Regions from separate parts of the Mus musculus genome. Here all the other regions are linked to region 1. Evidence: chromatin contacts called from public promoter capture Hi-C data. All regions are on one chromosome and are shown on one strand. Each heading gives the region's core, a stretch centred on a gene start, on an enhancer-like site or on the middle of the called end of the contact. The rest is flanking DNA. Distances are from core to core; before and after follow the strand shown.

What was found. Promoter capture Hi-C pulls out the DNA fragments that hold promoters and counts their contacts.
Region 2: a contact with region 1 is called in a promoter capture Hi-C map of embryonic stem cells, with 10 times the contacts expected there. The contact joins the promoter of Lamp2 here to the promoter of Gria3 in region 1. A contact is called at or near these places in 1 of 39 promoter capture datasets (embryonic stem cells) and 1 of 9 other capture datasets (pancreatic islet).
Region 3: a promoter capture Hi-C map of hippocampal neurons shows a contact between it and region 1, with 11 times the contacts expected there. The contact joins the promoter of Mcts1 here to the promoter of Gria3 in region 1. A contact is called at or near these places in 5 of 39 promoter capture datasets (cranial neural crest, frontonasal cranial neural crest, hippocampal neurons and 2 more).
Region 4: a contact with region 1 is called in a promoter capture Hi-C map of hippocampal neurons, with 10 times the contacts expected there. The contact joins the promoter of C1galt1c1 here to the promoter of Gria3 in region 1. A contact is called at or near these places in 4 of 39 promoter capture datasets (cranial neural crest, hippocampal neurons, maxillary cranial neural crest and 1 more).

What each region holds. Positions count from the first base shown.
Region 1 is chrX:41,398,219-41,405,856 of GRCm38.p6, forward strand. It overlaps Gria3 (glutamate receptor, ionotropic, AMPA3 (alpha 3)), which reads left to right and starts at 3,180. Exons shown (of 16, transcript NM_016886.5): 1 at 3,180-3,437; 2 at 4,583-4,741. The coding sequence starts at 3,347.
Region 2 is chrX:38,453,657-38,461,294 of GRCm38.p6, forward strand. It overlaps Lamp2 (lysosomal-associated membrane protein 2), which reads right to left and starts at 2,804. Exons shown (of 9, transcript NM_001017959.2): 1 at 2,593-2,804. The coding sequence starts at 2,647. LOC115489130 (a long non-coding RNA gene) reads right to left here and starts at 2,586. Exons shown (of 2, transcript XR_003953097.1): 1 at 1,650-2,586.
Region 3 is chrX:38,595,408-38,603,045 of GRCm38.p6, forward strand. It overlaps Mcts1 (malignant T cell amplified sequence 1), which reads left to right and starts at 5,064. Exons shown (of 6, transcript NM_026902.4): 1 at 5,064-5,371; 2 at 6,522-6,674; 3 at 7,169-7,266. The coding sequence starts at 5,361.
Region 4 is chrX:38,630,229-38,637,866 of GRCm38.p6, forward strand. It overlaps C1galt1c1 (C1GALT1-specific chaperone 1), which reads right to left and starts at 4,915. Exons shown (of 2, transcript NM_021550.3): 1 at 4,750-4,915; 2 at 555-1,895. The coding sequence starts at 1,889. The coding sequence ends at 939. Gm52440 (a long non-coding RNA gene) reads left to right here and starts at 5,060. Exons shown (of 2, transcript XR_003953098.1): 1 at 5,060-5,201; 2 at 7,140-7,638. It also overlaps the pseudogene Gm18436.

The DNA of each region.
Region 1 (7,638 bases), core at 1,930-4,429:
CCTTACACTGCAAAAGGAGACACAAAGTTCCAAAGTGGCTCATGGCTCCCTTGAACAGGAGCTTGATATCTAAATATATCACATGTGTACTACAAGCTTTTCAACCAATAACAATATGCATCTACCATTATACCTGACCCTCTTGACTCAAATGAGACTAGACCAATAGCTGCCACTAAAAGCTAAACATTGAAAAGGGAAAGAAAAGGGAACTGGTAATGGGAAATATGAAAAGACAAGAGATGGGCAGCATTGAAGATAGATTTGCCAATGCACAGGCCCTGGAGGCTCCTCTGTCCTCACATCTTTTGTTCCTGACCTATTCACAGTACTCTTCAAGTCAAATGACAGTAGAGGCAGCCACAAATCTCTTCTTGCACCCTTTCTCATGGCTGGCCAAGCATAGATAGGGACCTCACTCATTTCAGGAGTGAAGTGAGGTGTGCTAAAAACCACTAACCATTCCCCAACATGAAATCCATTATTCATCCACCTGAAATCAAAACTGAAACCTACTCTGTGGTGCTATTCCTTTGGGTCATAGCATTCAAAATTTCTATTAAAACACCAACTATGTTATCTGAAAACCTGATAGATAGATAGATAGATAGATAGATAGATAGATAGATAGATACATACATACATACATACATACATACATACATACATACATAGGTAGATACATAGGTAGATAATGGACATGGAGTAACTCAAGGAAGAGGTTTTCTAAAGTGTGGCACTTCGGTATTAAATTGTCACTGCCTGCCATTAAAACATTAATAAAGAATGGCCTACTAGATTCCCTTTTATCTCCAGGGAAGATGTTGGAGAAGAGCCTGAGGTTGTGAGGAAGGATGGTGAGAGAAGGGCAGGTGACAACAGTGGGGCTTTTGAGAACAATTTGCAAGTTGAGAAAAAGAGAAGTGAATTTGGAAATGTAATATGTATTGATTCTTCTGTGAGTCAGTTAATGAATTAGATGCTTTTACACCCATTATTTTATGTAATTCTTACAATAGCCTTACAAAGGAAGAAAAAGTAATGTTCCCATTTTGAAGACAAAAATACTAGGATGTAGACTCCTGAAGTTGACCAAGGTTGCATACTACCTATGTGTGATCAAAGTTAGATTTGAACCTGGACCCATGTCCTGGGTCTATGATCCCCAGTAATACTGAGTCACTCTCCACATTTGTCAAGGGATAGTCAGCCTTCTCTCTTCTAATCTTATTGCTCTAATCTTCCTTCTACTGGAAGAAGGAGTCTCCTCTATATCTCAAGTTTATCCTTCCTTCCAACAATGAACTGTCAAAGATGAGACAGGATTTGCATGAATGATGGAATTAGAGATCAGGCGTGGTCAGAATTGTCAGCAATGTGGGAAGAACTGAGGACTACTTTCCTGGTTGCCACAGAGTTTGGAGGCCATTTATTCTCAGCTCCAGTCTAGGCATTGCTAAAGGCAAAGATCTGGAGTAAGGAGTGCAGGGCCCTGGTCCCTCATTCCTGGCCCCATGTATATTAGTTTGCTTTGCTCTGACATAAAGGCTCATTTTATCCCCTCAGACTAGAAGAAGATAAAAAGAAAAACAGAAGATGTAGAGAGGATAAAAAAAAATGTGTCTTACAGAGATAAGGTGGGAAAGAAAGATGTGACAGGAGAGGAGATACCTTTTTGTCCCAAGAGGGGAATAGGATTCTGGAAAGGCATGTAGGGACAAAAGGATCATACACAAACTGCTGGGAAGGAGGCTACTCCTCACTAAGACCTAGGGTGAACTGTAGGAGTTCCTAGATTCTTTTCTCCTCTTAGCTAGGAGAGAGGCAGGAGAGTTGGGTGAGAGTGGTAATCTCTGAAGTCTGCACTCAGTGTGGGGGAGGGAATAGTTGATCCACCTAAAGTCAACATTAAGGGAGCAAAGCAGCAAGGGGCACTTTCCTCCAACCTTAACTTTCAATCCCCACCCCCATCCCAGCTCACTCCCACACTTCTCTCCTTGGTCTGCAGGACTGAGCGTCCTTTTCATTAACCTTTTAGCTCCCACCTCCATACACATACTATGTTCCTATACCCTCTAAAGCAGTCAGCAGTCACAGCCCCCGCAGCTGGCAAACCTGCCTCAGCACTTGGGTAGGGGGAGGGACACACCTCCCAGTGCTGCGGGGATGGGGGAATGCGGGTGGGGGTTGTTCACTTGCCCTCGGATCTCTCTCTGCTGTAATAGCTGAGCTGAGCGGCAGAGACCAGGCATGCGCAGCATCTTAGGGCGCATTGTGATGGGAACTGCTTTTCTGAGTCTCTTCACAAAGACTCAAGAGTAACCACTAACCACCCCTCAAGACCCTTCATCTTTAAGACGCACATACAGATGTAGAGACACTGCAGACTTTTAAAAACAGGAAACTGGTTGCAGCTTGAAAGTCTGGTCCACGTGAGGATTGGTGTATTTCTGTTGATCCCATCTCCGGTGTTGACATACGCCGGCGCCTAGGCTTTGCAGTCCAGAGCTGCAGTTTGCAGTGGAGCTAAGCGGTGTGCGGCTTTAATTCCACGTCAGATCAACTTTGATCAATATCCCCCTACCGGCCCAATTGGAAGAACCCAATTCACCGGAGCTGAGCCTTTGAGGCTTTTAGCTCTTTTCTTCTTCCCCACTCTTTAGATCCACCATCTTCGAGGGCGGGGGAACCCTTTGGTTTTCTTTATAATTTCTTTCTTATTTCTTTATCTCGTCCCTGTTTTGTTTTGTTTTGTTTTTTTACGATTTTGGTTTTGCTCCGGTTTTAATTCTCTCTGTTTCTGTCTCCCTGTGTCTCTATCTCTGTGCCGGTCTCTGTCTCTGCCTGTCTCTCTGTCTGTTCTCTCTCTCTCTCTCTCTCTCTCTCTCTCTCTCTCTCTCTCTTCCTTTCTCTCTCTCTCTCTCTCTCTCTCTCTCTCTCTCTCTCTCTCTCTCTCTCTCTCTCTCAGAAATCGCTTTGGGGAACCCAGCTTGCAGCCAATGAACCCGCCTTCCAGATTGGTGTGAAGACAGAAGTGAGGTGGGGGGGCGTGGAGGGGGTGTGAGAGAGATCCTGGGAGGGGGGAGAGGAAGAGAGGAGAGAGGAAGAGAGGAGAGGGAGAGAGAGAGGAAGAGAGAAGAGAGAGAGAGAAGAGGAGGAGGCGGCGGCGGAGGAGGATTAGTGTGGGGTGGAAAGGAAGAGTGAGCGAGCGAGAGCAAGTTGAGGGGAGGGGGTGTAAGAGCCGGCGAATTCTTTTTCTTTTTCTATTATTATTTTGACGACTCCCGAGTTGCGCCCATGCTCTTGTCAGCTTCGTTTTAGGCGTAGCACAGCCAGGCAGAAGAAAATGGGGCAAAGCGTGCTCCGGGCGGTCTTCTTTTTAGTCCTGGGGCTTTTGGGTCATTCTCACGGAGGATTCCCCAACACCATCAGCATAGGTAAGCTCCCCAGAGCCAGCCAGAGGGGGCCAGGCTCTTCTGCATTTGAAACCCACTACCCTAGTGGGGCTGGGGGTATCGCAACATGAGTCCCTGTCCTGCATGGTTTGGGGACGGTGTCTAGGGATGGGGGACTGAGCTGAGATATTGGAGACCTGAGCTGCAAAGAACTGACGAGTATGGGGAGCATCCAAGATGAGGGAAGGGGTCTCCCGGGGCTAATGCGGGTGGACGGCCAGGTTTTCTGACCGAGGAGCAAGGGAGTCAAGCTGGAGGTTGGGATGCTGCAAGAGGCTAAGAGTCGCGGCTTTTCAGCTCGCTATTCTGGACTTTGCCAGGGCATGCTTGCAGCCACTGGAAGTTGTCCCAGGGTGATACTGCCTGTCTGGCCGCGCCAGGACGCATAACCTGGGCCCAGGTCGCCCCGTCCCGCGTCTCAGGCTTCAGTGAGACAGGACAGTGTTAGAAGAAAAGGAACCCACTTTGAAACCCCCAGACCAAGGAAGTAGCTGTGTGGATGGAGGATGGGGTGGGAAGTGGGGGTGATACAAGGAGTCGGGCAAGCAGGGAAGTCACGCAGACCAAGCATTCATGAATTGCGGCTGTGTCTGTCTGGAGACCAGCTCCAGTAGCCGGAAGGGAGTTCTCCCCGCCTCTGCCTGTATTTGCAAGTAGAGAAGTTAGAATTGTTGCTTTTACTGAACTGACCCCCTGTATTGTCATAGGGGATGATTGGGACAGCAAGGGGAACGAAATTGTTTTTCTTCCCACCCTATCCCCTGTACCCCAGGAGGGAAAATGAACCAGCTGTGTGGCTAAGGGTGGGGGTGGGGTTGGAGTCAGGGTTCGGGGCCAGACTCAAGCTTAAGAAAGAACCAAGTCCCACTTTTAGCTCCTTCATCCTTCCCCTACAGCAGCCTCCTCTTTCTCCCGTCTTTTTAGTTTCCTCCGTGTACAAAACCCAGGTTTTTCACAGTGGAAAGCAGAGTTTCCAAGTCTTGAAAGACACACAGGTTGAAAAAAATCATTCCTCAGTTGAGCTTCCCAGAAACACTGAGGTAGCCTGGTAGCTCCTGTTTGTTACTTTCTAACTCCTGCTGAAGTAGGGGGGACACAAGCCGAATCTCCATTGCCTTTGCTTCTAGGTGGACTTTTCATGAGAAACACGGTACAGGAGCACAGTGCTTTCCGCTTTGCTGTGCAGTTATACAACACCAACCAGAACACCACTGAGAAGCCCTTCCATTTGAACTACCACGTAGACCACTTGGATTCCTCCAATAGTTTTTCTGTGACTAATGCTTGTAAGTAGATCTGCGTTGGCTCCCTTTGGGACCTTAGGGGACCTCATTTGCATTTTGTTTGTGATGTATGGGGCTTTGCAAACGTGTGTGCTGGGGGTGGGGGTGGGTAGTGATTGCCTCAATAAGCAGACTGAGGCAGTTGTCAATCCTGGGTTCATGTTGCATAAATCAACCTTGAAGGATTCTGCTGCGGGGCTGAAAGCAGTGGGCAAAAACTCTGAGGTGAATTATGTTTGATGCAAAACTTCCACTTTCCTCCCTGCTAAACTGGTGGTGTTCTCTCCCCCGCACCCTTTTCTGTTGGGGGAAAAGAAAGAAAGAAAGAAAATAGCATGGTTGTTCAGGGAAATTTCAGATGGAATTTTTAAAAAAGAAGCAACAGCAGCTCCTTGATTGAGAGAATGCGGGGCATGCAATACTTGAGTGGTGAAGCTGTGTCTGCTGGTCGGAATGGGCTGAGTTTAATGATGGCCTGACACATAGGAACAAAATATGAGAACCCTGCAAACAAGTGACCTTGAAGCATAGATCAGGCTGGATTCCCTGGCTTCTTTCTTTCTGTGCTACCCAGAGTGCTCTGATAGGAACTGATAAGACTACAAACTGATTGCAAGTGATAAATGCATGTCAGCCTAAAAGCAAGAGGGAAGACCGTGCCCAGGTGACTTTTTGGAAAGCCAATCCTGCCTGTGCTATCGTGCCTGCGCACGCGTGCACGAACACACACACACACAGCCACACACTCACACACACACACATGATTGTTAAGGACAACACAGTTCTTAATTTAGAGCAAGAGGTTGGTTGTGGGAAGAAGCTTGAAGCAGGAAAACTGAATACTTAAAAAGGGGAGTTTCATCAGCCCCAAAGCCATTTCTGGAATCCACCTTTATACCCATGGTTATCTCTTTTCAAAGGGGGAATTTTAACAGTAAAACCACAGGAACTCAAATGGTTAATAACTTGTTGGACACAGGTTTTTGTTTTGTTGTGTTTAACTTGAGAGAACATTTTGTGAGAAACACTGAATTCTTCATCAGAGCTTTGTTTCACTAAAAGTTTCTCCCAAATGAAGCCACTTAACACAAAGTATGTCTTGTTTCTCTGGAATGGTGTGCTTTGAAATCTGAAGTTTCACCACATTTTGGGAAATGGTATTTATGTCTGTTGGAATTTAACTTTGTATATGACTTTCTTCAAATCCTTCCATCTCCAAAAATGTGCAATCCCTAACAGTCCTTAAACAGGACCTCAAGAGCAAATTTCATTGGATTTAAAGTCTTGGCTTGAAGAGAAGGGGGAGTGGAAGAAGTACTTTTCAAAAAATGTAACAGTTATCCGCCTGCAGAAAAATTTAGCTGAAGGTGCAGATTCTTTTAAGAACATGTTCTGAGACACTCTGTATTTGACATTCTTTAGTTTTCCAACACTGACAAAAAAAAAGTGTGAAAGTTACAAAATGTCTGGCTATACTTCCTGTCTTCCTTTTGTAATCCCCGACCTCTCTCCAGCATTTACAAGGCACATCTGATTCTTAATCCTGCTGCACTGCGATCTCCTCAAGAGGCTGAATCTGAAAGGCAGTTTCCTAAATATCAATTAGAACAGATTTAAAACCAAATACATGAAACCAACGGGGTGCATTATCATTAACAAGGGATAATACATATTTCATCTCCCTTCCCTGTCTTTCCACTGATGAACTCTGGGCTAAGAGGGTCATTTGGTTTCTCAGGAATGATTGATTTCCAAAGCTTTGGGTTTTGTTCTTCTGATCAAACTGCTCTGACACTCAGCAGCCTGCCTCCAGCTAGCAGAACCTGAACAACAGTCAGGAAATGATCTCTGTCATGAGAAAAAATCTCAGGTTTAGGAACAGGTAATAAACCATCCATATTGGACAGTAAGTGGCCAGTGAGGGGACTGGGAAACCAACTGATCAGAATCTCTCAACTTAAACCCATAGCACTCTTACTTACAAAGCTGGGTTATAGTTGCACACTTAACAATGTAAGAGAAGGGGTTAGATTCACTAAGCAGCAAGAAAAACAAGACCAAAAGGAAACCTCCTCCTTAGTTATGTCAAATACACACAGGCATACACACTTCCAGGGCACACGTGGGAGAACAATCTAGAAATCAGTGATGTATGCCTAGCTGCCTGTTGCACACTCAGACTTGACAGTTAGCTCAGAAGACAGCAGAGAGAAGCTGCCATCTTCTCTGGTCCCTGGAACAGTCATGTCTGAAAGTCACAATTGTCTGAATGGGAGTAGATCTCAAAGCTGTCTCCTGGCAGCTGCTGCTTGGTGGCTTAGTGTGAGAAAGATACTTAGTCCAACTGTAGCCTCTGAAAACAACAATTCAAGTGGGCAGAGAAATGTTGGCGATGTCTGTTCCATCCTCCCTGCCCCCATGGCCTTTATTGTTTTTGTGGAAGTATGAGTCAAACCTGTCAGATACAAGCAAACAATTTTAACAGTACTTGAACCAAGCAAATGACTACAGATGCCAGTCCACCAAGTGATTATTACCAATGCCACAGAGGAAACAAATAATATCAATGCCCTCTAGCCTTCCTATCTGGGGAACTCTGGTGAAAACCTCAGACGAGTCCAAATCTGGTTATGTAGCCCTCCTATCTAGTTCAGTGTGGAACTGGACTAGCAACAATGAAATAAGCTTCCTTGTCATGCAGAGTTCCCAGTTTCAGCTTTCTTTGGGGCTGAAGCTGATCTCCTCTCTGGATCTCCGACCCTGGGGCAAGCATATACTTTCTAGGGCATAGGTATGCAGGAAAACGGAAATGTGAGGAGTAATGCCTTCTGTCCCCGCCCCTGCCCTCTGCTTCACCTCTGCACTGTCACCTTTCTCCATGCAAAGTATTCAGAAGTCGT
Region 2 (7,638 bases), core at 1,554-4,053, 2.9 Mb before region 1:
GAAAAATACATAAATAAAATATAGATAAATCAAAAAATATGAAAAAAAAACCCAACCCTGCATCCTACATTATTGCTCCTGTAACTCCCTTGCTGAAGTTGTGGATGGAATCAGCTCAGGAAACATCTACAAGGATGGATCTAGTTAACTACAAGCCACTAGGTTTGAGCTGTTCTTCTATGCACTAAGCCTTATCTGTTTACTTTCTGCAATGAGCGTGTACTGCTTTTTTAAATGCAAAAGAAAAGACTTCATTAAAAAAAAATTAATGGCACAAAAGCCAGCACATAGGTAATGTACTTTTCTCACTTTCTCTGAACAATAACAGCATTATGTTTGTGCAGATTCAATTGGCAGGGAATTACTGGTTAATAGGCCTTTGTCAGATGTTCTCTCATCACTGATAAGGTGTTTTCCACTGCAAACAAGCCTCTCTTTGGGGGTCAGCCAGTAAGTGCCTCACAGGTAAGGCTAAGAATTAGGTGTGCGTGCCAAGCCTCGTGACCCAACTTCAGAAGTGTTAGAGGAGTTTCTTACACAGTATGGTCAGCTAGATCAAGGGCCTGCAAATATATTAGAGTCAGAACGTTCTGGTCTATGGAAGACGTCACAGAGTCTCGGCTTAGGTGAATTATATCTGCTGGCATTTACTAGTATTAGAAATGAAAGTTGATAAATTAAGAAATGGCGAGGACAATAGAATCATATCAGCACATATTATGTATACAACATCTAGAAAACTCTACTGTGTATAAGCAAAAGTCTAGGAGGAAAAGAAGAAAGACCTTAATATGGTTGGGGAAGGTTTTCATTCCAAAGGCTCCCTAGTAAGCGTCTTGGGAGTCACGGGAGGAGCCCACTGGATGCTGTGCTCTCACATTTGGCACTGCTGATGTTGAAAGAGAGAACTCTTTCTTGAGAGGGGCTGTTCCTGTCCTTGCAAGCAGGTTAGCAGGATCCCTGGCCTCTATCCACTCGAAGCTGCCCAGTGGGACACACAAAAATTCCTCTGGACTACATATATCTATACAAATACTTATAAGCATCTAATAACAAAAAAACAGAAGGCATGGGTTTGAATAAGGGAAGGGAGAAGTATATGGGAAGATTTAGAGGTGGAGAAGGGAGGGGGAAATATAATTGAAATACAATCTCAAAAAAAAAAAAACCTCAAAAGCTATTATGGAAAAAAATTAATGCCTCTAAGAAGATATTGCCAAATGCCCACTGTGTAAGAACACACTGTACCAGTTGATTCTATCCCACCAACATGTGAATTACAAATGCAATTCTTTTGCTTTCTCAAAGCCCCCTCAATAGGCCTATCTCCAGCCCATTCTGGTGGGTCTTTTTCTTCTATCTCTTTATTAAAGCACAAACAGCAGAAGGCACAAGGTAACAAGGAGCAGAGTAAATCAGGTCAGGAGGACACTGGGATCAAAGTTCAAGCCTAGGCTGTTATGGACTCTCAAGTCTATTGGGACAGATCACAAACAACCAACATTATTAACCCAGCAACTCTTCCCACCACTTTAAAACCACGACTAAGCTGACCTGTAGTGAGGAAAAAAAAGAAGCAGAAAAAAAAAAAAATCCAAGCGGTTGTGAAGAAAATGGATTGAATATACAAAGCTCAGATACACAATTACCATCTTGGAAGCTCCCCGGCTTTAGCATCTAGGGGTATTTCTGTCCGGTGTCTGGCTGGGAGGAAGTAGCGAAAGTTATTCGAGAAAAACAAACAAAGCAACAAAAATCAAGCAAACCAACAACAATAACAAAAAAAAAAAAAAAAACAAAACGAAACAAAAAAACCGAGATCCTCACCACCTTTAAGTCAGATACTCACCCCCCACCAAAGTTATCAACTCATCCCTTTAGTCTCCAGAGGTTGGATATAACTTTTCTTTCCGGAAGTTACTCCAGCCCCAGTCACTATATGTATATGTATGTACGTGTGTGTGTATCCCTTCACTCTCAAAACTCCAAGGCCATTCCTTAGCTCTTCAATCACTGCTTCTCCCAGCCTCAAGTCCTACCTACAAAGCTCCCAAAACGGTGTCTCTGTCCCTTGGGCCCTACTGTCCTATCTACCTACCCCCCTATGCCCTCCCCCTCCCCAATAATTTCACGAGGGTACAGCGCCTTCCGTTCCAAATTCATTTCTCGCTCTACACTTTTTTTTCACCATCTTTAAAACTCTCCCCTGATCCAGGAAACCAAGCCTCCCCGGTGTCTGCTCCCCGACTCTTTTTCCAAGTTGCTCTCTCTAGCCCAGAGGTCTAGAACTCTGCGCTCCTCTTGCCTAATCCCTTGACGTCGTCCTCCCTCGTCCCCTTACTTGCCCCGCTGTTACTCTCAGAGGCCCTCCTGGCGGGCCATCCCACGGCCAGGCCTTCCTCCAGGTCGTGTGTCCCCCCCTCCCGGCCCCCCCGCGTCCCCCCTCCGCCGCCGCCTCGGGCCGCCGCCGCCCAGTGTCAGCTGTTCGGTCTCTCAAAGCCTTCTCAAAGACCAGTCTTTCAGGTTGTGGCCTTTGAAACTCCCCGATCCCCCGGGCCCGGCTCAAAGACACCAGAGGGCCCGAAAACTCACCTAGGAACAGAAAGATCAGGATGAGCTTTGCGCCTTTAACCGGAGAGAGGCACATCGTGATCCCTCAGGCCAGGCGACCACCGGACCGACAATTCCAACGAATCCCCTCGCAGCCCTGCGGAAGCGAAAGCACGAGAGACCACCGACCGAGGCACCCAGGCACCGCAAAAGCCTGGACTCGCCGCTTCAGCTGGAGTCATAAGACCAGGGGCGGGGTTCTTTATTCCTTTCAGCCAATCAGCATGCTTAGAAACTGAGAGGGAGGCGGTGATGTCCGGGCAGGAGGGCGGCGTGGCCACGCCCTGGCTTTTTGGTTCACAGCCATTATTAAACTAGAAAGAGTTGTGCGAGGAGGGCATTTTTTTAAGGCTAGCAGGAAAGGAGGAACTTTGATGCTTGTAGACAGTGGGTTATTTCTATTCTAGGTCCTTGAGAACAAACAGCATCATTTTTTCTGGCAACAAAACGGCTGCTAGGCCTCTCAAGATATATATGTATGTAAATTTATATATGAAAATATATGTAAAAAATAATACACGATTATTCAAGTATAGAGACCACCTACACAGTTTATACTATAGGTGGATAGGGAAGCTAGGGGGTATGGAGTCATTAACGACCAGATCAGACCATGCTCTTGAAGTTCAAAGTTATAACACTCTCTTTCCTTGATGGGGAAATTGAAGTCAGAAAGAGGAAGCATATTTTTAAATAGAGGAAGAAAAAAAGAGAGAGAAATAAGAATAGAAGGAAATCAAGATCACTCCCATTACTACCCAGAGACACTCTTTACAAAATACATAAACTCCCAGATATTTTTCTATCTGGAATACAAATACAGTTAATGTTCTCTAATGAGTTCATACTAACCCGTATTCTGTACGCTTGCCAAGTGAACAGTAAACAAACATGTCTCAAAACAACAGAGGAAAACAACATTAACGTAAAACTCCAGAGTTGGAATAAAGCAATGACCTTCAAATGTTGCTTCCCAAAACACACACACTCACACACACACACACACACACACACACACTCTTCTCAGGGATTTTGGAAGTAGTTTTTGTTTTGTTTATTTTACCTGATGATGCCTTAGAGACTCTGAAACAAATGCCCTTTTTCCTACAAGCTTACTGTTTGTTTGAGGTTTAATCCTCACTAAGTTGCCTAATAGTTTGACCTTACACTTAAAGTATAGCTGTAGTTCAGGTGGCACTTGAACATATGATTCCTCTGCCTCGGCATGCCTAGTAGCTTGGATTGCAGGGTTTCTCCTCCCATCCTGTCTTATTCCTTTACTAAACAAACACCTGGGGTGATTCTGATGCTGAGGCCCATGAACTGCACTTAGAAAAGTACTAAAAGCCGTGGTGGCGCATGCCTTTAATCCCAGCACTCCAGAGGCAGAGGTAGGCAGATCTCTGTGAGTTTGAGGTCAGCCTGTTCTACAGAGCAAGTTTCAGGACAGCCAGGTTCTGTTTGCACAGAGAAACCCTGTTTCAAAACAAACAAACAAATAAAAAGACAAAGAGAAGCTCTAAAACATAGCTTCAAAGTCATGCAGTTTGGGAGATCTTTAATCTGTGGCTCTATTTAAAAATAAGCTTAAGAAGAGATTTGTGGGGGCAGTTTAGTGAATTCTCAGAAATTCCATGAGACACTGGTGAGGATTTTTCTGTGGAACTTTATAGATTTAGTTAATTCTACCCCAGTCCCCCACTCCAACCCAAATATTCATAACCACAAATCTGCATTCTGTTGTTGTTGTTGTTTTTGACAGGGTCTCCCTACATGGCCCTGGCCGGCCTGGATCTCATATAGACCAGGCTGGCCTAGAACTCACAGAGATCCCCCGGCCTCCATCTCCAGTGCTGGGATTAAGTGTGTGCACAATCCAGCCTGACTGGAAGATCACTGATAAACCCTTTCCCCGGTATTAGGACAATGAATCATGTAAAGAGAGACCCTGTGAATATAGTGAATATAATCAAAGTGTGCCCTACGAATGTATGAAAAAGGTCACACTGAAGTCTATTAGTGTGTATAAATCACAAATGTTATTTATGATTTAAAAAAAAAAGACAATATTGACGGGGCCTGGTGGTAAACAACTTTAATCCCAGCACTAGAGAGTCAGATGCAGGAGGATCTCTGTGAGGGATTTTTGAGTTTGAGGCTAGCCTGGTCTACAGAGTGAGTTTGAGTCTAGCCTGGTCTACAGAGTGAGTTTGAGGCTAGCCTGGTCTACAGAGTGAGTTCCAGGACAGCCAGGGCCACTGGGGATGGTCTTGAGCTGCCTCTACCTCCCTCCCAGGACCCCAGTGTTTAAATAGCTCTGTAAACTGAATTTCTATAGCTTTACCACAATTTATTTTTAAAATAAATTAATTAATCTTCTCGTCAAGCATGGTAGCACATGATTATAATCCCAGCACTAAGGAGTCTGAAGCAGGACTATCAGAAATCCAAGGCTAGCATAAGAAAAAGGCTTAACAAATACATTTTTAAGCCACACTCATCAGACTCATGTGGTTAGTATGAAAGTTGTACCTCAGAACACCACATTTTCTTTTTTTTTTTCCTCTCTTTTCTTATTTATTTGAGACCTGGTCTCACTCCATTGTCCAGACTGGCTTTTTGAAATGTTAGATAGGTCCAAGAAATCCCCCTGCCGGAGAGCCCTGACTAGCTAGTACTCCAAGCACATCCTACCATTCCTGCCACACCAGCATGTTCTTTAACATGGCATTTTAACCAACAACTTGCTTTGCCTTACTGGTTTGGGCATTTGGAAAAGAGTCTCAGGTAAGTACTTGCCAGGGAGACAAAAGCAAAGTAGATTCGGACCATTGCGACGCTCAACTAGACTGCTGGAGCCCCTTCTGCCATCAGATTCTCACAGGAGCTTCCGTTCTCAAAAATGCCAATGAGTTGGATTTGGCCCACCCACTCACTGTCTTTCTTCTTCAGGGAGCTGCAGTTCTTTTCTAAATACCTTTGAACTAGTCGCACTCTGACCACAGTTCACCTGGCATAACTCCTGTTCCTTAAAGTCAACAGATTAACGAACTTCAAGAACAATTGAACAATACCATCACAGTAACTAGGCTTGTTTTAGGTTGGTTAATTAGCCTTGCTGACACATCAAAAGATCATCAAAAAGGAGCATGTTCTTTCATTTCTTTCATTTAAAAACGTTTTCATAACAGTATTGTTCCAAGGACGGTCCAGTCCACGGAACAGAATAAACAGCTTAAAGATACACCTGTGTGCGTATGGAGGATCATTTATTTTGTGTTGGAGGTTGGATGTGATGTACTGTGTCTACTGGGCAAGCACCTTATCACTAGGCAATAGTCCTAGTCCCTTCTGCTTTTGTTGGGGGGGAGGTTGGTTTTTTGAGACAGGATTTCTCTGTTTCCCTGGCTGTCCTGGAACTCACTCTGTAGACCAGGATGGCCTCCCAAATACTGGGATTAAAGGCGTGTGTCACCACCGCCCGGCTTGCTTTTGTATTTTTACTTTGAAACTGAGTCTTACAGGGTTGCCCCGGTTGCCCTTGAATTCCCTTTGTAGCTCTTGCAGGCTTGAAATTTACAGTTTCTGCCACAGCACCCCAAATGCCTGGGAACATGTGCTTGTACCACAAGGCCTTGACTTTGGTGATGTAGTAGATCAGTGGCTCTAAACCTTCTTAATGCTGCAACCCTTTCATACAGTTCCTCATGCTGTGGTGACTCAACCATAACATTGTTTTTGTTGCTACTTCATAACTGTAATTCTGTTACTGTTATGAATTCTAATGTAAATATTTTTGGAGATAGAGTTTACCAAAGGGGTTGAGACCCACAGGTTGAGACCCGCTATAGTACATACTAAAACTATCACTACAAAGGAAATGAAAGAGCCTGGGCATAATCTCTCACACCTTTAGTCCCAGCTCTTAGTAGATAGAGGCAGGGGATCTCTGTTAGTTCAAGGTCATCCTGGTCTGTATGCTAGTCCCAGGCCAGCTAGTGTTACAAGTGAGACTTGCCTCAAAAAGCAAACAACAACAAAATTGACAAATTATTTAATGACTAATCCTGGAAGAATATTTGGTTGGTTTTATTTTTTTTTAATTATCATGCAATGTCACTTTCTCCCCTGGTGTATCTTATCCTCTCCACATACAAATTATTACAACCAAGTTGCCTTTCATATTTTACAATTATCCTATACTCATTGAATGGAGAACATTTGTAAAAGCACTGCTAAACACAAAACAAAACTAGAAATACTCTCTAGTCTATAATCCCCAACGTCTGCCTAGCAGGCTTCTTCTCCCACCCCTCCCCTAGAAGAATGGCTCCAGCTTCCCCTTAGGAGCCCCTCTTAAGCCAGTGAGGGGACAAAGGGATTGAGCCTATGTGCTCCCCCAGCGTCCTGGCTGTCCCTCCAATGCTTGTGTCTTCAGTGGCCCTGATGTGTTCCAGCTCTAAGCATCTTCAGGGCAGAGAATGTGGTGGTATCTTTCAACATTCTGTTCTCATAATCTGTACTCATAAATGTTAGATGGTTTGTTTGTTTTGCTTTTTGTTTGTTTGTTTGTTTTTGAGACAGGGCTTCTCTGTGTATCCTTGGCTGTCCTGGAACTCTCTCTCTGTAAACCAAGCTGGCCTCAAACTCAGAAATCCACCTGCCTTTGTGGAGAGTATAGGGGTTAAAGGTGTGCACCAGCACTGTCCTGAACAGTTCTTGAATTAATAAGTAAACAGAGGATACAGGAAAAGATAGAGAGCCTATAACGTCAGCAGGGAGCTGGAGGAATTATCTCAGCCCACTTCCTGTTTTCTCCATCTGTGTCATGTCAGGGAAAGTGGAAGGGTTTGTTCTTTTTTTCCACCCCCAACTGACTAACCAGCTGTAACTAACAAACTTCTGACCTCTACTTTGACCACTTTCTCTTTATATATGTCTTTTGGTCGTTGTTGAATTAGGATCGTGATATAGAGCCTAGGCTGGCCTTGGGCTTTTTGGTTGTTGCTGTGTTTGGGGTGTCAATGA
Region 3 (7,638 bases), core at 3,814-6,313, 2.8 Mb before region 1:
GGGTCAGCCTGAGCTTAATGAAATTTCAGGTCAGACTATAGAGTAAGGATCTGCCTCAAAACAACAACAACAACAACAACAACAACAACAACACAAAAGAATTAAAAAAAACAAAACTATAAGCAATCAAGCAACAACTACTACTCCCAGTCTGATACCATAGGCTTAGAAACCCAGATACTCTGGAAGTTGAGAGAAAGTTCAAGGCTAGCCTGAGCAATTTAGTGAGACTCTAGCTCAAAATTAAAAAAAAAAAAAAAAAAAAAAACTAGGAAAAGAGGAACGAGAGTGTAGCTCCATGGTGGAGTGCTTTGCCTAGCATGCACAATGTCTTGGATTCCATTCCCAAAACCAGTACCAGGCACATACATAAAGTCCCCAAAATACAAGTCCAAAGCAAAGCAAAAATGCCATCAACTGGGCACTGACTATTACCAGCTCTAGCAAGAGATTGACTTCATAAGGAAAGAAAAGTTATTATTTCTAGTAATATGGATTTTTGGTATAACACTTTTAAATAAGTAAAATTAGTAGTTTTAAGTTATTATTTTATATATTTAATATCAAATTATATATTATTTTATATAATTATACATATATTTCTTATATGTATGAGTACTTTGCCTGCATGCATACCTGGTGCTCATGGAGGCCAGATCAGGGCATTGGAGCCCCCAGGACTGGAGTTAAGATGATTGTGAGCACTTGTAATTGCACAGAACCCATGCCAGCTCAGAGTTTAGGTGTACACACGTACCCAGCCGAGTGTTTTTAGAATAACTACTGCACAAATTGACAATAGGTCATAGGTCATTCTCTCTCTCCCTCCTTTTTACTTCCCTTTTCTTTTTCTTCCCTATTTCCTTTCCTTCACCCTACCCCCTAACTCATGAAAAGATTCTATGGACTGAAAAAGCCCCAGGCTGAAAGGACTGAACCGCCTTGATTGACATGGGGAGGGGGGTTAGTAGACTGTGTATGGGCAGCAGAGGCTGCTGCCCGACGTGTGGTTCTGATGGCCAGCGCGGGGCAGAAGCGTTTTGCACACTGTTTGTTTTCCTGTCTTGCACTTACAAATAAGGTCTATGGGAGTAGCATGGGAACCGGTGGTTGTTTTTCCCTTTTTCTTTTTTAATTGCTTTTGTTTAAAATTTGATCGCCTTAACTACTGTAAACATAGCCTATTTTTGTGTTTAAGATACTGAATGGAAAACCCCATTGTGTGTTGCTGGACTGTTTTGGAAATATTTGGTCAAATGTATGTTAATTTGGCTGTAATGGCATTTAAAGCAAGCAAACAAGCAAACAAACAAAGCTGTGAAAATGGCCTTGGAGCATTATCTTTAGTTACTTGAAGAGTTTCTAGGTTTTTTTTTTTTTTTTTTACAAATACAGTTTATGTTAAAATAATCTTTATTAATTTAGAGGAGACAATGTCTGTGGAAGAACGGACTTTTTTGGATTTTTAAAAAAGATTTATTTATTTATTTATTTATTTATTTATTATATGTAAGTACATTGTAGCTGTCTTCAGACACTCCAGAAGAGACAGTCAGATCTCACTATGGGTGGTTGTAAACCACCATGTGGTTGCTGGGATTTGAACTTCGGACCTTCAAAAGAGCAGTCAGGTGCTCTTACCCACAGAGCCATCTCATCAGCCCCTGGATTTTTTTTTTTTTTAACGGTCATTGTGATTGCTTTTTCTTTTACTTAGTTTCACATTCTTCCTTTGTTCTAAATCTTCGACTGACATCTAGCTTTGACAATCATAGTATGTTTTATTTCCTGAGGGGGAAATAACTTATAATGTTGTTTAGTTTTGTACTACTGACGTGTTGGTGAATTTTTAAACTGTGTGCTAACTGCAATAAATTATATGAACTGAGAAAAAAAAAGATGATTGTGAGCTGCTATGTGGGTTCTGTGAATGAAACCCAGGTCCTTTTGGAAAAGCAGCCAGTCATCTTAACTGGGGAAACATCTCTCCAGATCCAGTGTAGATTTTCAAACAAAAAGTTTAAGAAATTATTTTTTTTTTCAAGACGGAGCTTCTTTGTGTAGCCCTGGCTGCCTTGGAACTTGCTTTGTAGACAAGGCTGGCCTCAAACTCAGGTATCTGCCTGCCTCTCTCCCAAGTGCTAGAATTAAAGGTATGTGTTACCACATCTGGCTAATTTGTTACTATTTTTTTGTCCAAGAAATTAACTTTGATTTGCTTGTAGAACATACTAATTACATACAATGTTGCCAGATACAGATTACCCTGATGGTTTGATGGTGGATGCAAAAATAATATGCATTCAGTAGAAACGAATTTTTATCTTCTCCTGGTTTGGTGACATGTGGTATATTGTTTTGCTAGGCTGGGGAATGACAGTAAAGCCCGTGTCTTTCCATCAGTCAGTGATGATGAAGGGAAACAACCAGTTCTCTCTCAATAATGTTCCACATTGCTAAGTTATGCTGCTTTTTAGGGTAGATGTATTTAAAGATGCTTTCTTTCTTTTCTTTTTTTAAAAAGATTTATTTGGCTTATTTATTTATTTATTTATTTTTGAGACAGGGTTTCTCTGTAGAGCCCTGGCTGTCCTGGAACTCACTCTGTAGACCATATTTGTTTATTTTTATGTGAATGCACTGTAGCTGTCATCAGACACCCCAGAAGAGGGCATCAGATCCCATTACAGATGGTTGTGAGCGACCATGTGGTTGCTGGGAATTGAACTCAGGACCTCTGGAAGGGCAGCGGGTGCTCTTAACTGCGGAGCCATGTCTCCAGCCCCAACATGCTTTCAATTTAATGATATTTTCAGTTTATAGAATGGGTTTATGGCTTGGTAATCCCATCTTAAATCAGAGAGCATCTGTGTAACTTGTAGCGAATTATCTATTTTCACTAACACTAACCTCCTTAGTAATGGTTGTTTATAATGTACTTGTTATGAAATGCAGGCTCTTAGAGCAGCATGAGAATTGCTAGGAGAGGAGTACTACTTGGCAAGAAGTTGTGGACTTTCTTTTTCCTGAGACAGTTCCATTTTGTAGCCAAGGTGCCGCTGACCTCTCCTCCTTCCTGCCTCGACTTCCATGCTTTGCTCCTGCTAGGATTATACCTAGGGGCTACCATGGCCGACCCAGCTTCAGTTTTGCATGTTTATAAATGCAATATTCCAAATGCTTCAGTGTTGATTGATATTAGTAATACAGATACATGCTAAAGATGTTCACAAAAGACTGATGGGTAAACAGGAATACCAAATTGTTAATTTATAAAGACAAACATAATCGGTCATGCAGATTTGATTGGAAAATATTAAATTATTAAATGAAGATTGTTGATACCATAGAATCAAGACAAGGTAGGCATGGTAACCACTAATTATTCACAAACAGTTGAACAATATAAATGCATAGTAGGTTTGTCTGGAATATTTTAAAGGTTCATATCCCCATTGAGGACTAGAATATTTGCCCCTAGAGAGACTGTGGTATTTGTCTTATAGATCTAGTATTTCTGTGTCTCACATATTGAGTAGTCTTTAATCCCTTTGCCATCATGATTTCGTTTTTTACCTTTCTGATTGAAAACCCTCAAGAAGCATAATTTTGTTTTCTTAAAAAAAAATTTAGGGCTGGAGAGATGTCTCAGTGGTTAAGAGCACTGACTGCTCTTCTGAAGGTCCTGAGTTCAAATCCCAGCAACCACATGGTGGCTCACAACCATCTGTAATGGAATCGATGTCCTCTTCTGGTGTGTCTGAAGACAGCGACAGTGTACTTACACATAATAATAAATAAATCTTTGGGCCGGAGTGAGCAGGGCCTGGGTGAGCAGAGGTTTGAGTTCAATTCTCAGCAACCACATGATGGCTCACAACCATCTGTACAGCTAGAGTGAACTCATATACATAAAATACATAAATAAATCTTTAAGAAAAATGTTTTAGAAAGTATTCAAAGCTTAATGTGGTGGCACATGCTTTTAATCCCAGTACGAGTGAGGCAGAAGCAGGCAGGCGTCTGAATTTGAGGCCAGTCTGATCACCATAAGGAGTTCCAGGTCAGCTAGCATATATAGTGAAACTCTGTCTCAGAGAAAAACAAACAAAACAAAACAAACAACAACCCCCTACCATACAACCAAAATGTATTTCTTTATCTTTTCATTTCACTTGTGACTACTATTACTGGAGCAGCAGTCTTTTTATTCTTTAAGGGAATTACCTTATTTTCCTTTTTTCATTTGTTTTCTTTTAGAGATAGGGTCTCAAGTCTTCTCCAACCCTTCAAGGTTTGTGATTAGGGCATGAGTTATCATGCCTGGGAGGAAATTACATTTTTGTTTGTGTTCAAGAAATCAATTTTATTTGTTTTGCTTCTTTTTCAAGACAGGCTCTCTGTGTAGTTCTAGTTGTTCCGGAACTAGTTCTGTAGACCAGGCTGGCTTTGAACTCAGAGATCATCAGCCTGTCCTGCCCCCACCCCCACCCCAACTCCCATCCCTGTACTGGTTGGTATTAAAAGCTTGTGCCAAGATGTCCTGTTACATTCCTGATTTATAGTTCAGTTTTTAACTATCAGAGTGAAGCAGGGGACAGCAACCTGATGACTTATTTGATAATTCTATGACAGCACTTCACTGTCCAATGATTATAGCTACCAGATTAAAAAAAAGGTTGTTCAATTAAATTCAGAAAAACAAGTAGTTCTTAGCATAAGCAAGGTCAAAACGTAGATGAAGTATACTTGCACCAAAAGGTGTTCACCTTATTTGAAATTCAAATTTGACTAGGTATCTTGTAATTTTATTTGCTGAACCTGACAACTTTGACATTAATTTAACATGAAGCTATGAGGCTCGCCTAGGCTCAAGCAGCTTGATAGGCATCAATTCACTCTGTTGCTTCAGATAGGAAGCAAAACCTATTATCCTTACAAACTATTTAGCATAGTGGTAGGTGGCAACAAAGACCTAAGAATCTTGACCCTTTGAGGAACCCGTAACTGACTGCCACAATTTCTGCTTTGATTGATTCCCTCCCCCACTCTATTCTTCCAGCAACCAGAAAGAATTGCTTGATCACTTCTTCCTTCTGAAGTCCCGCCCTTTCGGCTACCCCCAATGGAGACTAAGCTGTTACTGAAAAGGAGCCGACAAAAGCGTCAACGTGGAGTCGAGAGGAGCGGAAGTAGTCAGATTTCGCTAAGGGCCGTAAAGCGGATAGTGTTTTCGCCTTCCGGATTAACGACAGCAGCTCCGACTGTCAGTGCAGGCCTTCCTCGTGCTGGACCCTTCCTAATTCAATTTCCTTCCCATTCCGGGCCCTTCCCTATCGTCGCCCCTTTCACCTTGGATCATGTTCAAGAAGTAAGGACACGCTGTGGCCTCCATTGGCTGCTTAGAAAGGCGGTGGGGGTGGGGGTGGGGAAGAGGGAGAGAGCAAAGGTCCTCTTTCTCTCTCCCCCGCCCCTGCCATCCTGACTTCCTAAGGTTTTGTAAAGTATAGTACTATGCTCACTTCGGACTTGGACCACTTCTTTAAGCTTTCCATCCTTAATCTTCAGTCGGGGCTTGGCTCTCCCGCTCCCATTTCCTTTTTCCTTAGCCCTGTTCTGCCTTTCCAGCAGTGCTATCTCCATTCCTAGTATTCTACCAATCACATCCTTGCACTGTGATTTAGGGGCACATCCTCAGCTGAGAGGAGAGCCCTGCACTCTGCTATATGTTTATTAGTTATGAACTGAAAAAAGGAAGGCTTGACTTCCTGGGTCATGGCAGTGAGGGAGTCTGGGTGACAGGAAGCAAGCGGCTGGCCTGTCAAGCCTATTGCTAAGCTGCTAGATTAACCTTGTCTTGAGAACAACGTGGTAGCCCTATGTGCTAGTCTGTGTAAGGAAGACCAATTTCCTTGGAAACCTATCCAGTGGGTTTATCTTCCAGATCTGATAGACGCAAAAGGAAAAAAGGGGAACATGGGCAAAGGAAGGTGGGTTTTGTGCATGAAAATTTGAGCAAATCTGGACAGGGATTTTAAAATTATCTCACTATTTCTTTAAAAAAAAAAAAAACAAAAAACAACAGACTACATAGCCTGCTGGGGCTCTCATTCTTTTGTTATGCTTCGGTTAGTCTTTTGTATTTTAATGTGTGAGGTTTCTTTTAGATTAAAAAATAGATTTTTATTAAATAGATGGGAGTCTTTTTTTCCTTTGAGCAGAAATTTTCAGTAAAAGGCATTTTTGTTAGCTGACAACAGATTCTAGCATAACAATTTCTTTGCCCCCAATAATTGCAGTATGTATGAGAGTTTATTCTAATACTGTCTTTAACACGTTGGTTTTGTATTGTATAAGACAAATGGAAATTTGTATTTTAAAAACAATTTATTTCATAATTATTTTAAGCATGAGTACTTGCTTGGGAATAGATGATTAATTAGAACCTTACTTTTAGATTTCTGATTCTTCTGCTTAGCAATGCCCTTTTTTTTTCTCTTCAAAAAAAAATCATTTGCCAGATTTGATGAAAAAGAAAATGTGTCCAACTGCATCCAGTTGAAAACCTCGGTTATTAAGGGTATTAAAAATCAATTGCTAGAGCAATTTCCAGGTATTGAACCATGGCTTAATCAAATCATGCCTAAGAAAGACCCTGTGAAAATTGTCCGATGGTAAGTCCTTGTTTTTTTCCATGTAAAGATTAGAGTAGCTGAATATCAAAGGTTAGGTTGTTTTCATTCTAAATGGAATTATTATCGATAGAGCAATGATGAGAATAGACAGAGTTAACTCTAAAAGTTAGTTGTATTTCTATTTTCAAATCTTATCTATGTATATGAAAATGCTACTTTGTGTAATGTTTTATCAAAGACTTGTTTTTATTTATAAGTCGATTTATTTCAGTTTGCTCTTGAGATTTATTTTATACTTGACAGTGGAATTACAATAATAAAATGTAGAATGAAATTGGCTGTAGCATGTCATATTTCCTCTCTTTTTTTCTATATCGGACAGGTATTTTTTGGTCAGAATATTTACTGGAAAATAAGCTTAATGTATCTTTGTATGTGCATATTTCATGTTATAATTTTTATAGGATGTTTGACTTACATCCATTTTTGAACGAAAGTATCTAACTTTGTTCTCTGTGACATTTGTCTTACAGCCATGAACACATAGAAATCCTTACAGTAAATGGAGAATTACTGTTTTTTAGACAAAGAGAAGGGCCTTTTTATCCAACTTTAAGATTACTTCATAAATGTAAGTCTCTTATACATTAGAAAAAGTCCCTTCCCTCCAATGAAGCATTCATTAGTTCATCCATTCCATAAAAGCATGGAGTGGTGGCTCACAGATGGAATCACAGAGCTTAGGAAGCTGAGACAAGAAATTGATACAATTTTGAGGCCAGGCTGGGCTATAGGGTGATGCATTTCTCCCAAACAAAGACCCCAGAAATATTAATTCATTAATTATTTAGTGAACTTTCTTTGTTTTTTTTGTTTTGTTTTGTTTTTCGAGACAGGGTTTCTCTGTGTTCCCCCTGGCTGTCCTGGAATTCACTCTGTAGACCAGGCTGGTCTTGAACTCAGAAATCCGCCTGCCTCTGCCTCCCAAGCGCTGGGATTAAAG
Region 4 (7,638 bases), core at 3,665-6,164, 2.8 Mb before region 1:
TGACTTTTTTTTGAGACAGGGTTTCTCTGTGTAGCCCTGGCTGTCCTGGAACTCCCTCTGTAGATCAGGCTGGCCTCGAACTCAGAAATCTGCCTGCCTCTGCCTCTCAAGTGCTGGGATTAAAGGCGTGCGCCACCACTGCCCGGCATGACTTTTTTTTATAGTCACATTCCAAATGCATGATATGAATGTTGAAGTACAGGGTTAATGGAAACTGTAAATGCTAAGAAAGCTACTTGATTAACTTTCAGGAATATTGCTTAACATATGTAAATAAATTTCACTTCCTCTCAAGGAAACAATTGAAGTCTTAACAGTGTTAATGAACACTTTCTTAATCGGTTGTATATTTAGGGAGAGCAAATCCCTTGGCACTGGTATGCCTTAAAGAATACAAAGTAAAGGAAACAACTGAGCACAGTGGCACACAGCATTAACACTAGCACTCAGGAGGCTAAGGAGAACTGCCAGTTCTAGGCCAGCCTGAATTACACAGTGAGACCCTGCTCCTAACTTTCTCAAGCATGGAGGCTCCCACAGAAAAGTAATAGAAACACAGGGCTACGAGTATTCTTTAATCACAAATTCTCTAGAGGTCTCATTTACATATATTACAAAGCTAAAATGATACATAAGTTTAAAACCAATAAGCAAAGATACACCACAGATTACAATGTCTATAATTTAGTCTTTATCACATAAATATACTTATAAATATGTGTTTGAAAAATTGCTATTTTTAAAACATTTATTTTTAATACATTTAAATTTCTCAGGAATGATATAAGGGAAAAACAGCATTCCATTTGACATTGTACAAGCAGACTTCAATGGGTAAAAGATAAGAAAAAGAATCATATTACTATGTTAGATCTGTCATCAATTAAAAATGATACCATGTCGTAATATAGTTACTAAATGCATGCTCTTGCTTTCTGTCAGTCATTCTCAGAACCATTTGGAGGTAAGAAAACCAATGCATCATTGAAAACATGTCCAAATGCCCTAAGCCGGTACACCCCATACATCATCACGTGCATCTGATTAGGAGTCAGTCCATTGAAAGTAACAGCCATATCAGAGCAACAGCCTTCTACTACCTGGTTTGGTTGGTTAGTCATTGCCTCTTTAATGAAAAGGCCAACGGATTTGGTATTAAACACATCTTTTCCATCGGCATCTTCGGCATTTTCTGCAAATACTCCGGCGTATTTCAGGCAGACCGCCAGCTGTTTATCTTCAGATATCTTCCAAATCATTCCTCCTTGTTCAGGACACTTTTCAGGAACACTGAGAAGACTGTTGAGTCTTTTCATTGATTCTATGCTTAAGACAATTCCTCCATCCACACTCACATATTCAAGGTCTCCAGATTTTACAGTGTGTCCGAGATAGAAAGGTTGGGATTGATCCTTTTTTAACAAAAAATATTTGAGGTTTTCAATAACAGCGAAAGTAGTGGGGCGTGCAAGGAAGAACCAGTTGTATTGGTCCCTGTATTGATCATAAGCATATTTGTAAGCTTTCCTCATCATCAACCACATGTCATTTGTGTCCATATTAATTGACTCAAACACTTTAACATTTTCAGAACTGAAGAATTCTGCTTTGTCACAGTGTTTGGTCCAAGTCTCCTTCACTGCAGCCCAAAGACTCACATCTTTGGGTTTTACAAGAACTATACAGTATACCCGGAAACTCTTACTGAGCTCCATGCGTTCAGCCTCTGAAATTTTCGAGATATCGTCTTTGTTAGGGGCTTGCAGATGGTGATGCTCATGGTGGTGCATTCTGTTTCCAATCCTAATGTGGCCTAGCATAGTGATCAAGGCACAGAAGATGCTTCCAAGCATCACACCCTTCAAAAAGGAACTGCTTTCTGAAAGCATTTTTTCCTGCAAAGAAAAAGACTTTTCAAATACATAGTCTAATAATTTTACTTGGTTATTTCTCATATACTTACATTTGTTCTTAATGTTTAAAAACCAAAGGTCCACATGCTTAAAATCAGGTGAGAAGCATACTGTGACAAGTACTCAGTATCCTTCCACTGGCATTGGGTCGAAACTGCAACATTATAGAAACTCATTCAAGGATTGGAATTTGTAGTGTGTGTGTGTGTGTGTGTGTGTGTGTGTATGTATGTGTAGAGGAGTAATTTTATCCATCATTTATTTAACAAAGTGGCAAGTGAAAGCATTAGCCTAGAAACTAATGTGATAAACAATGTTTTTCCATCGTTCTCTAAATATTTTGTATGGCAAACTTGCCCTGTTAGTACTTCTGGCTAATTATAAAAGAGCTTCTACATCCAGACCTGTAAGTTGAACAGATACTCAATTTAAACTCAAATTTCTCTTTTCTTTCTTCGTTTTCTTTCTTTCTTCCTTCCTTTCTTTCTTTCTTCCTTTCTTTTCTTTCTTTCCTTCTTTCTTTTCTTTCTTTCTTTCTTTCTTTCTTTCTTTCTTTCTTTCATTTTTTGGCTTTTTTTTTTGGCCCAGGGTTTCTTTGTGTTGCCCTGGCTGTCCTGGAACTCACTCTGTAGACCAGGCTGGCCTTGAACTCAGAGATCCACTTGCCTCTGCCTCCTGAGTGCTGGAATTAAAGGTTTCTCACCACCATACCTTAGCTACAGCCACCACAACTTCTGCCTCAGCTGCTGCCACCACCACCGCAGCCATCACCACCAGCACCACTGCCACCTCCTCCTCCACCATGACGACCATGATGATGATCACCACCACCACCACCACCAGTATCAAATTTCTCCTTCAACCTACTGCTTGATTTAACTGGTAGTTAATGTCCTGAGGTATTTTAAGCAATCTAAAACACATTTCATGTGGTTAGTAGCATATGTTATAATTAACACTCTGCCCCTAAGACTAAATGTCTTACTACATAGTATATCAATTAATGATGTAATAAAAGCCCACGATGGAAAGTTGTTTGGAGAAAGAAGTCAATATAGGCATTATTTGGGGAACATTTGTGACTATTTTTAGCTCCTCGAAAGATACTTAATTCCTTGAGAAAGTTAAAAAATAAATAAAAAGGAGGAGAGGGGAACCTTCTGTATTTTAATTTCAATTAGAAAGTGGAAGGAGAGCCAATGTAAACAAAACAGCTGACAATATTATGGTTTACATTGTTGCTCGTCAAGACTGAATGTTCCCCAGTCTCTTCTGCAACTCTTCAAAGTTTCACTGGACTCCTTCTACTTCCACGGTGTCTCTTACGGTTGAAAAGGACCTTAGAAGCTGTTACCTGAGGTCATTTCTCTCATTTAAAGAATATGTCCAGTTATGTGTCAATTTAAAAAAAATGGGGCTGGAAAGATGATTCGGTGGACCTGAGTTTCCTGAGGACCTGAGTTCCATACCCAGTGCCCATATAAAAAGCTGGGCAAGGCAGGAAGCCATGTCTAACCCCAGCACTGTGGGGTTGGAGGCAGGAGCTCATTGGGGCCTGCTGGCCTTCAACATATTTCCTGGTTCAGGAAGAATAAAGGGGAGAGTGATAGAGCAGGCTACCAAATGTCTGCCCCATCTGACCTTAATACTCAACGCTGGGACCCCCTCTAGTGTCACACAAAGACTTCTTTTAAATGGGGAAATGGAGAACCATAAAGGTTAAATAGCTGATCTAAAGTCACAAAGGCTATCAGTGGTAGAAGTGACCTATAAACGCGACATGTGGATCTAGTAAACATAATTGATGCTTGCACCAAATTTTCCCATAATGCTACAAGGATACTACACTGACCCTGTCTCCCCCCTTCCTGTCCCCTTTTCTAAGATGTGAGATAGGGTTTCACTATGTATCTCCAGCTGATCTTGAACTTGTGATCCTCTCGTTTCATTTGTCCATGTGCTGGTATTACTTGTGTGTGGCAACACTTCTGGCTCCTATTGTTTTCTTATAAAAGAAATGAACTTTGACTTTTACCACAAAGACAGCTGTTTGAAGGACAGGTGCAGTTTCTAAGAGTGTGTGGGGAAGTGGGTGGGGGAAGGCAAGATGGTAGTTTCCCTCTGTAATCCAGAGAACTTGGTCAATAAACACTTCCCATAGGAAAGGAGAAAGAACAGAAAAGCTATGCCTCAAAACAGCATTGTAAAGTTCACCTTTATATTACTTGTTATAATTGCAGTTCTTATCACATGATCATTATTTCTGGCCAATACTCAACAATCCAGACAAGTACCTTCATATGATTTTGTGTCAAAAATTTCCAGAATTTTTCCTCCTAACGGCAAAAATACTATTAAAACTCAAAACGTCTACTAATTCTACACAAAATTATTTGTACAAATTATCCTAACATTTTTTTTTCTCCGCTGAGGAATTAAAAAAAAAAAAGTAACACCAACAATCCGCACGATGGGATATTTTTGTACAGAGGAGGGAACTTAAAACGCACACACAAGAGAAAGCAGAAAGTATGTTTTTGCGACAAACTTTCTTTCTTTTTCTGTTTTTAGAAGGAGAAAGTGGATGGAGATCAAAATGGAGACTGGGTACCAGGATGGATATCAGTGTCCCACTGAAGGGCCAAGGGAGAAGCTCTCGGAAGGCTGCTTTCCCCACTCCCGCTGGGTCCTCCCGCCGCACCTGCCAAGGCATCCCTAGTGGAGCATGCTGGGAACGGGCTAGGGCCCAGGCTAGGGCCCTGGCCTTCCCAGGGGAGGGAGGGAAGCAGTAGCTCTGGGTTGTGCTTGAAGTGGGGGCCGAGGTTTTGGCACTCACCGCATCTAGAACGGCTCCAGGGCAGGAAAGCGCTGCCTCACGAGGCTTGGACGTGAGAGGTCCAAGGCCCACTCTGTTACGCTCGGAACCAGGCTGCTCTAGACGCAGGCGGTATCCTCTCGTTGGTGTCATTAATGACGGAGCAACAGAGGAAGCTGACGAGGGTGGGGGCGGGGCGGGGCGGGGTGGGGCGGGGCGAGAGCTGGGAACGGCGTGGGGGGCGGGCTCCGTGAGACTCGGAAAGGGCCCGCCCCGACATGCTCAGCTGTACCCAATGGGATGCCCCGAGGGGCGTGCGTGTTTTAAGGCCCGCCCACGCTCCCTTCCTCGGTCTGCCTACGGGCGTGGAAACTGCCGGAGTGCGGAAGAGAGCTGCTGCTTACCTGATGTAGATTTCTAGATCATTCCTCTAACCTACTCTAATGTGTTGGTACCCTTGTGGTGACAAGAAGGTAATTCCTCCCAGTATTCCTGGCCTGGAACCAAAATGCAAGTCATTGAAATTGTCATCGCTTTGGGGAGCAAGAATTGGCTGTGGTTACACGGGTGGTAGGTTTCGAAGCCACATAGCCTAGAAGTGATCCTTCAGCCAAGTGCTTTGCTATCCTGGAGAAGTGACTTCATTTTCACGCTGCCTCTGTTCCTTCCTTTGTTGTGTTTGGAAAATATCTCACAGGTTATCAGTTAGTGTACATAACTCCCCTAGCAAAAGGTGAAGTGTAAAGTAAGCATTCAGTAAATGTTGGTTCTGTGTATTCCACCCTGTATTGCTAGCAGATAGTGCCAGGATGCAATAAGCAAATATTTGAGGAGTTAATGAGTGTTAGAAATACAGATGGAGAACCAAGCCCAGTACAGGATAAGGGGTGCTTTCAAAGGGCTAGCCAATAAGTCAAATGCAGAGTTGAGTGTAGACTCCAGGTCAAAGTAGGACTACAGAACCCCCCAATAAATACCTAGTCTCATTTTTTTTGTTTGTTTTGTTTTTTGTTTTTTCGAGACAGGATTTCTCTGTATAGCCCTGGCTGTCCTGGAACTCACATTATTATTATTATTATTAACAGAAATTATTATTCTGTAGACCAGGCTGGCCTCAAACTCGGAAATCCACCTGCCTCTGCCTCCAAAGTGCTGGGGTTAAAGGCATGCACCACCACTAGCCGGCATACCTAGTCTCTTGAAGTGCTCTTTTGTAGCTGGTGCTATTCGGTCACACTTGTAATGCCAACACTAGGGAGGCCAAGGTAGAAGGACTAGCAGTTAAAGGCCAGCCTTATAGCTATTCAAAAGGTTCTGTCACTAGATTTGGTTCGGGGAACACCGAGAAGTGACTTGGGCCTGAATTCCTGGAAACTCATACATTTGAGTGGTGACTGGCAATGCCTTAAGTACAATGGAAAGTTCAGGAAGTCTTGTAATGACATCTAGATTGCAAGAAATTACTATTCTGGCAGTAGTATCTTAATCGGGGTGTCATATTCCTGACAAACCTTGCTTTTCTTTTTTTGGGGGGTGGCATGTTTGTGTTTGAGCTAAACACATTCCCAGTGTTCAGTGCTGTTTACAAGGCAAAGACAAATGGAGTGGTTCTGTCTGTGTCCTGCACATATTCTACACGGGCCTGGTTTTTCTGCAGCAGGCCTTTGAAGAGGGCTTTGTCTTTGTGCTATGCATTAAGTGCCTTTCCTTTTTCCTCTTCACGGCTGGCATCCAATTTATCCATATCACAAACAAACAAACAAACAAAAAAACCAAACACCACCTCATATTCTTCCACAAACTCTTTGGCCCACATCTTCCTCATCTTTTCCCTCAGCATCTGCCTTCTGTTTCTCCAGAGACTTGTGAAAGTCATGAATGGGAACACTGTTGGACTACTTTGTTTCAGTCTCTCCAGTAATCCCTTCTCAGTGGCACTGTGAATATCAGTGCCTCTCCCCTCTCTTCTCTTCTTCCTTTTTCCTTTTTTTTTCCTTTTTTTTTTTTTTGCCCTCTTACTCAAAGGATCAGCTGTCCTCCATTACAGTGAAAGTTTTCTCATTTGAATTAGGTACTGGGTTATTTTTGCCAAATCTCTATTTACATTTGTGTTGAATGAAGCCCGGCCAGTGAATTCAATTTTCATCTATTCATTTCCAATGCTTTCTCATAGATTTCCTAAACTGGACTCATTCCCAGAGACGGCTAGGAAAAGTTCCTCGTTTTATAGCCTTCTACGGCCAGCACTGCCCTCTCTCTTTGCTGGTAGCACACTATTTGACAGGGAGTGAGTGTTGATTCTTTTTTTCCTCTCTGTGTGATTATGTATAATTAAATACTTATGTTAGCAATGAAAATCAACACATGGTGCAGCCTTATAAAGATTGAAACAACTGAAGTTTCCTTTGTAGATTGAAACGAGTGGAATTTCCACACCAGTGGGAAGTTGAAGACAGATCAAGAGCACTTTGTCTACTGCTCATCCCTTAGCCAGGTCGTATAGGTGAGATGCAACCGGCAAGTGCTGAAAATGAACAGACACAAAGGTTTACAAAACAACCCTGAAACCAAGACTCTCAAGCAGTATTGAAGTTTCCTCTGAAGAAGAAATCCTCATTTTATAATCTTTCAACGCACTATCCTGGATAATTTCTTTGCCGGAAGAATTTTGTTTTTCTTTTTTGCTGGAAGAATTTTGTTTTTCTTTTTTGCTTTCTCTCTCTCTTTCTCTCTCTCTCTTTCTTTTCCCATTTTTAAGGATTAGTTTTCAGCCTGCCAATAGTGGTACATGCCTTTAATCCTAGCAGTCAGGAGGCAGAGGCAGGAGGATTTCGTGAGTTCGAAGTCAACTTGGAAAAAGAGAATTAGTTTTCTTTTCCTTTTTTTCTTTTTTAAAGATTTATTTAATAT